Regions from separate parts of the Mus musculus genome. Here all the other regions are linked to region 2. Evidence: chromatin contacts called from public HiChIP or PLAC-seq data. All regions are on one chromosome and are shown on one strand. The core of a region is the stretch at or near the end of the contact, and the rest is flanking DNA. Distances in the headings are between cores, read along the strand shown. Region 1 has its middle 13 kb from the start of Gm39661. Region 2 overlaps Smarcal1 (SWI/SNF related matrix associated, actin dependent regulator of chromatin, subfamily a-like 1). Region 3 overlaps Marchf4 (membrane associated ring-CH-type finger 4).

The links. HiChIP or PLAC-seq counts read pairs in DNA pulled down with a chosen protein or histone mark.
Region 1: a FOXA1 HiChIP or PLAC-seq map of pancreatic cancer cells shows a contact between it and region 2. The contact joins two enhancer-like sites. A contact is called at or near these places in 1 of 484 Hi-C or Micro-C datasets (nephron progenitors), 2 of 115 datasets of contacts at active chromatin or transcription factors (large pre-B cells and pancreatic cancer cells) and 1 of 9 other capture datasets (embryonic stem cells).
Region 3: a FOXA1 HiChIP or PLAC-seq map of pancreatic cancer cells shows a contact between it and region 2. The contact joins two enhancer-like sites. A contact is called at or near these places in 3 of 484 Hi-C or Micro-C datasets (colorectal tumor organoids, cortical neurons and nephron progenitors), 1 of 115 datasets of contacts at active chromatin or transcription factors (pancreatic cancer cells) and 2 of 9 other capture datasets (embryonic stem cells and pancreatic islet).

What each region holds. Positions count from the first base shown.
Region 1 is chr1:72,397,851-72,401,556 of GRCm38.p6, reverse strand. No RefSeq gene overlaps it. Among named protein-coding and RNA genes, the nearest start is that of Gm39661, 13 kb to the left of the region's middle. Within about 2 kb of position 1,331, at least 23 of the 459 cell types and tissues checked have an H3K27ac peak or open chromatin away from gene starts, as enhancers often do. A contact at or near this core is called in pancreatic cancer cells, where this site is marked.
Region 2 is chr1:72,607,552-72,611,110 of GRCm38.p6, reverse strand. The region is part of intron 9 of Smarcal1 (SWI/SNF related matrix associated, actin dependent regulator of chromatin, subfamily a-like 1); the gene reads right to left. Among named protein-coding and RNA genes, the nearest start is that of Smarcal1, 26 kb to the right of the region's middle. Within about 2 kb of position 1,765, at least 25 of the 459 cell types and tissues checked have an H3K27ac peak or open chromatin away from gene starts, as enhancers often do. A contact at or near this core is called in pancreatic cancer cells, where this site is marked.
Region 3 is chr1:72,455,782-72,459,582 of GRCm38.p6, reverse strand. The region is part of intron 1 of Marchf4 (membrane associated ring-CH-type finger 4); the gene reads left to right. It also overlaps the pseudogene Gm15843. Among named protein-coding and RNA genes, the nearest start is that of Gm39661, 45 kb to the right of the region's middle. Within about 2 kb of position 2,547, at least 26 of the 459 cell types and tissues checked have an H3K27ac peak or open chromatin away from gene starts, as enhancers often do. A contact at or near this core is called in pancreatic cancer cells, where this site is marked.

The DNA of each region.
Region 1 (3,706 bases), core at 82-2,581, 210 kb after region 2:
TGAGGCTCGGCAGAGCAGAGCACAAATGGAGTCCAGTATAGAGAATGCACAGAGAACTGGACAGACTAATAGTGGGACATGCTGCTGGGTGCTCCCTCTGTATCAAATATTTCATGTCATTCACCTTCATTTTCCCCTGCAATCTTGGATGTTAGGTTAACATAAATCCTGTCTGACAGTTACAGAAACGGGGGTTATCAAATGGTTGAGTGATTCATCCGAGGTCAAACAGCCAGGATGGAGCGAGCAGAGGGTGAAAACAGCTTACACTTGCTTCAAGGTCCTACAGGTGTAAGGACTGGGAACTGTAGCTTGCTCGCAGAACCCCAGCATGACACGAAGCATCTCAGGGCAAAAGACAAGAGTGTGCATGGCTATGACCTTGTCTCCATCCTTATTCTTCTAAAGCCACCAGGACCCAGTCATGGGGTGTCCGTTTTGGCGGACAGTAAGAAGCAGGCATGTAGGAAGAAGAGAAGTCGTGGTATTATCATCAAGTGGCTTTGAAACCTTGTATTCTGGAACTGAAGCCCCATGTCTGTCCTCACTGCTCTTCCAACCACCGTTACTGCGGAGGACAGGCTTCCCCCACACCACTGGTGGTCGGAGGAAGGGCTGCTCTGCCTCCTGAAAGCACTCAAACTGTGGTAGCAGGAGTCAGGCGGAGAGAGGGACCGAGTATGCCCTTCCCAATCCCTTCTGGAGTCCTGTGCCTCACAACAGATGGTGGGAAGCGCTCCAGCTCCTTCCAGTAGACTCTCTGGCAAATGTGTAGTGTGTGAGGAAAGACAGGTGGAGCAGGAAGGCTGGGAGGGCCTGGAGTTGCTGTTGCTGGCTGATTCCCTGGGAAGTGTTACTTCAATGAACAAAGCTTAAGCCACAAACAAACCTACCCGTCACTGTATGCGCAGAAAAGCTGAGGTCAGACGGCTAGACAACTTCTGAGATCCACAGTCCAGGATGTGCTTCACCTGAAGCCCACGCTGAAAGTGCAGTGAGCTAAGAGGTGAACTGGATATAAGGAGTGGCCCTCAGAAATGGGCTCCCTGTGAATGGATGAGGTCGGCCCCTTCACCTCCTCCCCTCTGCCTGCCCTTCGGCCTCCAGTCACAGGTGACACAAAAAGGCCCTTGCCAGAGGTAGGCTCCTCTGCTGTGGATTTTCTACCACCAGAACTGTAAGAAAGAAATCTGTTCTTCAGAAACAACTCAATCTCAGGCATTCCTGACAGCAACACAAAATTGACTTAAGACGAGTAGCCGAGTCAGCGCTGGTACCCAGGCATCCTCTCCTGCTCTCACGGCTCCCTGGACTGACTCAACTAGAGTGGCTTAAGTAATGCGGCCTTCCCGCTTTCCCAGTGCCTCTTACTGCTGAACTAGACACATGACAAGCTTCTACCCAAAGAGGTCGGCTGAACAGGTTTTGTTGTTTGGCTTTATCTCACCTTTTCTGCTTTACCGAGGAGGAGGAGGAAGAGGAGGAGGAGATGACAACAAGCAAACAGAGAGATGGGGTGGGAAGGACAAGAGAACCTCAGAGTTTTCACTCAGACCATTGCTCAGGGTCATGTGTGTCATATGTCTCCTGGCAGCCACCTAAGCCAGACTTCCTGCAATGAGGGGAAATTGGGCCTTATTTGCTTAAGGCAGGGCTAGCTGGCAGTCTTATTATCTACAAAGTACTCATGACTGATCTGTCTACAAAGGTAACATCTGTGCCAGGACCCCAGCAAGCTGAGCATTCCTTTCCCTCTCAGAACAAACTCTGCTCCTGTCAGATTTGCAACATTTCTAACATTTTAAAAGCTGGGGTGCAGGCTGGTGAGATGCCTTGGTGGGTAAAGGGATTTAATGCTAAACCCGGTGACTTGATTCTGATCTCTCAGACCCACACAGTGGATGAGAACTCCCTCAGGTTGTTCTCTAGCCTCCATCCACGGCACATGCAGAGAGAAGGGTGGGATGCTATAAATGTAAACAATTGTTTTAAATTGGGATGCAAAATAACATGGCCACCAGCTTTTTCCCGCTTAACATCCTGAATGGAATTTTGGATCTGGATAATACTATATTTAAAAACATCCTTTGGAGTGGGCTGTTGGATCTGTCAAAATTTTGGTTTTTCCAAAGGTCATACTGTCCTTCTCATCACTTCATGGTGGCCAGATCCAATGGAGATAGAGATAGGAAGAGTGGCCAGCGTCCCAGGCTACCTTAAACCAACACAAGCCCTGGGAACCCTCCGCTACTAAAGAACAAGGCCCCTTTGAAATGGAAATACGTCATTTGTACCAAAATGTATTTATGCTGGTTGAGTAAGTTACTTTCAAACTGTCTTTGGAGCATGTGGCACATCCGTTGGCTTATCTGCCTGCTGTGGTCTCTTAACTTCTGAGAGTACTCGTGACGGATGAAGTGTAAGAAGTCACCACTGGCCAATGGCCGGGAAGCCTGATGAGAAGCCTGTCACGGCCTGCTTGAAAGGAAACCGCGGGTGGCTGGGGTTACGCGGAAGAACATCCAGAATTCAAGTTTTGAGTCTCATACCTTCCATCAGCTTTGGGTGACCTAAAAGGGACATCCCCTTAGCCCCCACTGACCCCCACAGCCCTCAGACACATGAAGGATACTGTCTCAGCTAATGTGACCCTAGATCCATCAGTGGCCTAGCGTTCCTCCTCACTTTTTCTTTGGCCCAGGACTGATGCTGACCTCTAGAGTAGAGTCCGTTCTCTCCCTAGGGTGGTGCAACCACCATTCATCTTCTCGGGCCAGGACTGCGGCACAGGCTACAGGGGCTCGGTGCTGACCGAGACGGTTCTTGGCTGTTGCTGAAGCTGCAGAAATGGGGGCACAGATTCAGAAGCCCCTGGGCTCTTTTCGCACTCCCCAGGTGAGGCTGGGCTCTACCATTTGGCTTTAAAAATGTCCCATGAAGGCTTTCTGCATCCACTCCCAATCCCCTCTGTCAACACAAATTAACAAAAAGCCAAAGTTTTCGACCTTTTATTCTTACTAGGGTAGATAGATAAAATTTCATGCCTATATCATATGCATGGGCCAGGGCAAGTCTGTTTCTAGCCAGAGTGTAGACATTACCAGAGAAGGAACAGAAAATCTCGCCTGAGCTAGTATTTCACCGGCAAGAATTCACTCGGACAACCGGATCCTTCTACGGCAAAGCTTTTATTGCTTCAACATAAGGAAGATCCCGAACCCGGAAAATGGCGCTGCTTATATAGCCCACAGCGTGACGTTTCAGCACCTGATGTGGCGTGACAGCACCTGATTAGTTGCTCGCCCATCACCCCATTACTACACCCCGAGATGGGCAGTGACTAGGCATGAGTTCACTCTTGCACTTGCGCATAAGGCTTGTTTACTAGTTAGGTGCAGTGGAAGCCAGCGCCATCTTATAATGGCGATTGCTCACGGCATGGCTCTCCACAAGAAAATCTCTTTCCTGTTTCCAAAATCAGTAGGAGACCCCACAGAGGGAAGGGTCTTAACTCTAGTAACAGACTCCACATTCTTGATGCGGCCGTACGGAAGAGATGTGATTTTTTTTTTTGCTGGTGCATTTTATCTTGTTCCAGTGTGTACTCTCTTAATCACCTTCAAACCAACAGCTTGGAAGGCAGTTTGTGAGCCATGGTTCACGCTTTTAATGCCAGCACTAAATTAAAGGCAGGAGGCTGAGGCAG
Region 2 (3,559 bases), core at 516-3,015:
ACTTCCTGGGCTCTCTCACTGCTGGCTGGCAGGCTGTTCTTGACTTTACATACTTATTTTTCTGAGTGTGTGCACAAGAACATGTCAGTAGAGGTCCGAAGGTCACTGGAGTTACAGAGAATTGTGAGCTGACAATCTGGGTGCTGGGAAAGAAATTCACTTCTTTGGGAACAGCAGCAAGCATTCCTCTCCACTGTTCCATCGAGCCAGCCCAGTCTCAATTTTAAATATGTCAGATCGTTCCTTTACCAAAGACGGCGAAGACAAGCCTCACTCCAGAACTGTATGGTCTCTAAATCAACGTACTCTAGGCAAAAAAGACCACATGCCTCGCAAAAACTAAATGGTCTGCTGACGCAAGCAGTTAGGTGTCAGCCGCCATCCATAGTCCACTTGGCCACTGTCACGGCACTCCTTCCTCCTGAGCTTCCTGGACAAGCTCTTGCTGGTTCCTTGACACTGTGAAGGCTGCCCCTGGTGGTCATCCGACTACATCTGGAACTAACTGAAACCCAACTGGCTGGGCACACCTACGAGGGATTTTTTCCCTTCTTCTTAAATAAGTCATTTGAAGTGGGAGAACCCACGTTTAATCCGGATCTTTGAGCTCTATTAATCTGGGTCATTCTTTCTGCTGGTAGCCCACATAAAGAACAGGGAGAGGGAGATTCCTCTCTCTGCCCTCACCCTCTCGGGCAAGTCCATTCCTGCGGTGGCATTAGAGCCTACTTCGTCAGGACTCGGGGGTATACTGAGCAACAGCTGAGACATCAGCCTCAAGGACTGAACTGAATTCTTAGACCTTCCATTGGTAGACAGCCACCGCTGGGATAAGTGGACCACAGCTTGTAAGCCACTCTAATAAATCCCATACAGACAGACAGACAGACAGACAGACAGACACACACACACACGCACGCACGCACGCACCCCTTCACTCTAAAGCTCTGCTCCCCTAGAGAACCCCGGCTAACACAGAGATGAAGGCTGTGTTCCTACTTACTGGCTGCAGCACTTTGCATCTGGCACAAAGTAGGTAATCAATCAATGTACACAACATGCTGAGAAGAATTCAGGGGAAAGCTAGTTAGTGTTGCAAGGCACATGAAGTAAACACAAGGGATCCAGCGTTGGAGCAAAGAAGAGAGATCAATAGGCCTGAATTTGCTGCAGAAAAGATTTCTGAAATTCAAGTTAAATTTACCATAAAGACCCTGTTAGTACCAAGAGGAAATGACAGAGACAGTCTGTGTAGAAGCTTCTGTCTAGTGTTTTAATTCTGTTTGTGTATTATATGCACATGTTCATGTGTATACAGGCGTGAACGGGTGTGATATGTGCATGGGGGCCGAGGTCCACGCCATGTGTCTTTGTCGATCACTGTACCTTATTTTTGGGGACAGGGTCGTTTATCCATCTGGCTAAGCTGGCTGGCCAATGAGCTCTAGGGACCTGCCTGACTCTGCTCAAACCCAGTGCCATACTCAAGTTTCCATTTTGGGGCAGCAGGCATTTGGCTCACTGGTTATTTTTTATTTTTATTTATTTATTTTTTTAAGGAAAAAAAGGTTTTACTAACTTCACTGTATTTCAAGACTCAAGCTCCATTTGTAATTACTAAGAACGTTCAGTGATGGGACCCAGCTCCACTGACCAGGCTCAGCCTGGGTCTGCGGCAGCCTGCTCAGCGTGGGCAGGAGGGAGATAAACAGCTGGCTGAACCAACAGGGACTCCCAGTTCTCCTCTTCCCCGACTGACTCAGGTCTGACTGAGACGGTCACACCCAGATCATACTCCTCTCAGAGAGATGGGAAGGAGTGAGATCAAGAGGAGACTGTAGCATCAAGTCGCTGCGACCGTGAGGCAAAATTCACACAGCTTTGGAAGAGACCCCACTGTGGAGCTCAGCTGCATGGAAACCTCTTGTTAACCACGGAAACCCTGAGTTCACGACAGTAATACAGGGCAACCACATGAACTGAATGTCCACAGGGAAGAAAGAAGGTCTTAAAATGGATGTGCTGACTCATAAAAATAATAAATAAATAAAGGTGTAACCATGGGAGGAAAGAGGATTCCTCCTAAATATGGAACACATATAATTCTCAAAATGCACTCTGCCTTCTCAGCCACTGCCCACACCTAATCCCATTCTGATGGCAGAGCCAGGAATTTCTCCGGCTTTGATTTTCCACAGTTCATTACTGAGGCCTATAATTTCCTGCTCAGTTTAACGCAGGCTCATCATCCTGAATGATATCTGTAGCATCTCTGTTTGTGGCTTTGACACATCAGGAAAGTAGCAGCAGACAAAAAATAAAAAGTGGAAATGAAAAGTTTCACAGGGGAAATCTGCACATCTTGAACCCTCGTCCTGGGCGGCTGCTGTGCCTGCCTGGGATGCAGCCTGGGAAGAAACCGGAAAAGCATCTCATCTGTCCTGGGATGATGTAAGCAGCGCTGTGCTCAGACACACTGCTGTGGTCAATCATCTCTAAGGCCTTTGTCTGTGCCCGCCTGAAAACAGTTGCTATGCTTGGTCTATCTCTGAGGAAGACACACCTAGGAAAATAAAGATGTGTAAAATGACATAAATGGACGCTACATTAAACATTGTGTAGCCGACTCCCCCAGCGAAGGAGACAACAGCTCCTGAGAAAAGCAGAGTGTGGTGGCACTAAGGAACTCCTGTGTGCTGCTGGGAAGGTAATGCGGTTCACAGGCAGACACTGGGGGGCTGCTGGCCTTCTAAGTCTCCTCAGAGTGCAGGCTCGGAAGCTCTGCAGAGCCTCAGAGACAAGGCAAGCTAGTACATGGAATGGAGAATGCTATGCAGCTAGCCAAAGCAGAGAAGCTACACACAGATGTTAAAGTGTGAGCCCAGGCATGCTCAGAGCAAAGAACTGGGGTTGTTTCAAGCCCGCCACCCAACGAACAGCGAGAAGCTACCACTTCCCATTCATGCCCCCTGCCATAGCTGAGCATAACTAGCTTTGCTGAGCTATAACATTTGCCCAAGGAAATAAAATCATGTTCCCCAAAGCTGAGGTACCCCTGCCCTTTGGCTTTTCCAGTTAGGGGTTCTCTGTGTAGCCCTGTAGACCAGGCTGGCCTCAAACTCTGCCTGCCTCTGCATCCCTTTAATCCTGGGATTAAAGACGTGCACCATCACGAGTTCTGTTTCTGTAGCCAGGGTTTCTCTAGCACTTGAAATAACGTTATGATGAGGTTGCTCAGAAGCAGGTGGCAGCAAAGAGAGGCCAAGTCTGCCTAAGTTCCAACTCTCTGACCCTGATACCGAGGACACTGTGAGCTGCAGAGTTTTAACTGGTTTACAAGTCACTCTAGAACCTTCACAAGTAACGTCTGCAACCAATAATCTTCAAATAATGGCAACCCTAGTTAGGAGTCAAATGACCAAAAAGTCCCATATCAAAACCAAAAGCAGGCTTGCAGCCAGGAGGAAGTGAGAATGAGTCCCAGTGGGTGAATGGAAGACCTGAAAAACTTAGAGGTGTTCCTGCCATATTCCAGAGATGCTACAGGGTACCAGTCTTA
Region 3 (3,801 bases), core at 1,298-3,797, 150 kb after region 2:
CAGATATGCATACCCTTGATGGCCTGGGCAGTTTCTCGGGTGTTATTTTGTGGGGTTGTCTGGGTCAAGAGAGTAGCGAACCATCTTGGCAGGTGACCTCTGGCTGCTTACAGGAAGAGAGCTACTAGCCTCCATTTAAGTTGAGTGAGAACTAACTTACCCCCTTGCTCCCCTGCTTTGATATAACTTCTCTAAAGCTGTTTTGATATTTCATACCAATCTTGGCCCATTGGTACTTCTTTCTCCACCTTCAATATAAGCCCAACTTCTTTTATTTTCATATTTCACCTAAAAATGAAAAAAAAAGCAGAAAGTTTGCTAGACTCATAGATAATTATTTGTTCTCATCTAACTTGATCCATCAACATTAGACAAGGCTAATGGTTTCCCCTTCTTAGCATACTTTGTGTCCTTTCTTGGCTTTGGGAATGCTGTGTTCTCTTTCCTTCTTTTCTCAGTCTCTTATGCTGGTTCCCAACATTTTCTGGCCTCTAAACAAGGCCACTCACCAAGATCAGACCTTGTGCCTCTCCTTTTCTGGCACCCACTAACCACTTTGGTTATCTCATCACAGTAGCGGATTTAAACACCACCTCCCTGCGAATGATTCTCATGCTCCTGTCCTCTCCCAGCCCAGACACCAACGTAACGCATCTGCAGTGTTTGTTTGGCATTTCCACTTGATGGCTCATGGGCATCTCATGGATTGTCTCAAAAGTCAACACCCAGTCTTTAAACCTACTTTTTCTCAGTCTTTCTCAAGTCAACTGAAACCAACTCATCCATTCTTCCCAATGCTCAAGTCAAAGTCATCTGCTTTCCTGCTTTTCTCTCACACCACATCCAATCCACCAACCAACCTCAACATTTGTTTCTTCAAAAATACACCCAGAAACCAATAATTTCTTAGGTTTTGTATTGACTTACTCATCCTCCACTTGGATTATTTCAATGGCCTTCGGTCTCCAGATCCTATTTTATTTCCCCCTAGTCTGTCCACAGTAGAGAAAGAAGCCTGTGTGATCCTGTCATGCATAGTCAGATCAACACAGATGACACAGGTGAGTAAGAGGGCTTAGAGACTGAGTCTCTCTCTCTCTCTCTCTCTCTCTCTCTCTCTCTCTCTCTCTCTCTCTCTCTGCATTCAAGGCTACCCATCTCATGCATAAATGTCAGGCCCTTAAGATGCTCCATAAGCTCTTTCCTTATCTGTTTCCTCGCCTTTGATCCCAACTTTGACATCTTCTATTTCCCTTCCTCTCAGAACTCAATCTTAATATACCATTGTCTTTGGTTTTCCCCAAATATGTCAGTCACTTTTCTGCCTCAGAGCCTTTGCACTTACTCATCCTGCTCAGATTTCTTGATCCCATATATCTGCATGGTTTACTCCCATCTTAATTCAAATAACCCTCTTCAGAGGGCTCTCACAGCCATCGGCTATGGAATATACTTAGTTTCCTAGTTGCTGTGACAAAAATATGAGAATGTTACTTGATTCTAGATCCAGTCAAGTTGACAGCCACCACAGAGTTCCAGAGAATACAGTCTGTTATGGCAGAAATGACAGGGCCATGAGACCACGAAGCATCTGGTCACCCTGCAGCCAACAGCAGTAAGCAGAGAGAGAGAGAGAGAATGCAATGCTTGTCCTCAGCTTCTTTCTCCATCACTCTGGGTCCTGAGCTGTGGGATGCTGCCACCTACACTCAGAATGGGTCTTCCCTCAAGTTAAGCATTTCTGGAAACAACTTCACAAACACACTGAGAGGTGTGTTCCCATGGTGATTCTAAATGTAGTCAACGTGACAATGAAGATTACCCGTCACAGTCCTGTTTAGGATCTCAGTCCACATGTCCTCATTTACAGTCCTTTCCCATTCTATGCTTATTGTCTCCATAGCACATGCCAGCTTCGCTTAGGTATACACAATTTACTTGTTTATCTGATTTATTGTCTTTATCTACCAGAGAATGTTATGCCTACCACCTAGAAGAGACAACATAGTAAGTAAATATTGAATGGACAAAAGGGTGACTGAACACGGCTTCAGGTGGTTAACAAGTTGATCAAGGTCACACAGACTGTCAGAGCCTGAATAAAGCCAACACCGTCTAGGCTGAGAGCCAGGCTCTTGATCATCAAGAGTCTCAATAAAGGAAAATAACTATAAACTGTGCCCTAAGGCTGCTGTTTTATTGTATCCTTGTTTTGATCTCCCAGAACAGCAAACTCCAGCCCAGCATGGGGCTGTCTTTGCCACACGATGCTGTATATATTTCTTCCTGCTCTGTGACAGAAATGCCTGGTTATGAGTAAGTGGGGGGAAAAAAAGCAATCTTGGAGTTACCTGGCATTTCCATAGCAACTGGGTAACCTAAGGACTCTTGAAGCCAGATCTTCAGACTGAAAAAGGCAAAAAAAAAAAAAAAAAAAAAAAGCTAAAAAACAAACAAGAAAAATCTGTGAATGGAGAGATAACTGTAGCTACCAACTGACTCACTGGAACTCTTCATCCTCTTCTTGGTCCCTCCCACTGGGTTAGTCACAGCCACGGCTAGAAAATTACCTTGTCCCTGCCTGTAGCACCATCTCAACCCAGGAGACCCGTGTTCTTCTCTTATCTAGCATCTCTAAGGTAAAGGTTTCCTCAAACACTCCCAGTATCCTGTAGTAACCCAAGGACATTTCTGGACTGGGAATCTAGAATGCCGTGTACTGTCCCAAAACAACAAACTCTCATAGAATGTCCTTTAATCTTAACCTCTCTCTGTGACCTAGTTAACTATTTCTTAAGCCTCTTGCTTCTTTATTACCTATTCGACTTATCTTAGCATGACAGTAGGAAAGGAGAATTGCAATAAAAAATGAACACTTAAAGAAATGTGAGTTAAAACTGTCATTTGGCAAGAGGGCTTACTGGCGCTGGGGACTGTCAAGCACTTTGTATGCTTCATCGCATTTGATCTTTCTTTTGAGGAGGTAAGAGCTATCTGTACGTAGAAGAAACAGCATCCCAGAGGTTAGGGGCTTGCCTACATTTGCTTGGCTAGTAATGGCTGAAGAGACTATTCAAAACCAAAGTGCTTGATTTCTAAAATGCATGCTCTTAGCCACTCTCACAGACTCTGTCCCTTGAAAGCCAGAGAATTAGAGGAGATCCCTGTTTCTTCCTTGTCCTAAAACCCCGAGGTCACTGAAGAAGTCTCCGGTCCCTTGGCTTTTAGTGAGCCCCCTAGGATCTCTGGCATTTGCTGTACTCTGCAGATTAGTTTACTATAATCTGCACCAAAGGGTGGGGGCCTCAGGAGCTGGGCTTCCCCCACTCTGGGCCTGTATAGTTCAGTCCACACGTTTCCTGGGCATCACTGGTTTGCCTAGTTAATGGGGTATCAGTGAGCAGCATAAATCTCGGAGGATATGAAAATGATGTAGTACCAGACTGTGTGTAATGAAGCAGGGAGAGGAGACAGGGCTGCAGCTGGCAGTCATGGGAGATTTGGCTGCAGGGCTTGAGATGGGCTAGAAATATCCCTCCCTCCTCCAGGGAAGGAGAAAGGAAGAGATGCACGAACAAGGCATCAGTGTGGTGAGACCAGGGCACTGATACTGGTCAGAAAGCCCTGACTTCTCCCTTTCCTCATGTCACCGGCTGGCTCTGTGACACAGACTCTACATCACATCTTCTCTTGTATTAGGGGATGTTCATACTGGGAGCCTGGGGGAAGGGTGTCCATCTCAGTTTCCATATTACACCATTTAAACTTGTGTATGCATGGATATGTACATACAAGCATTTG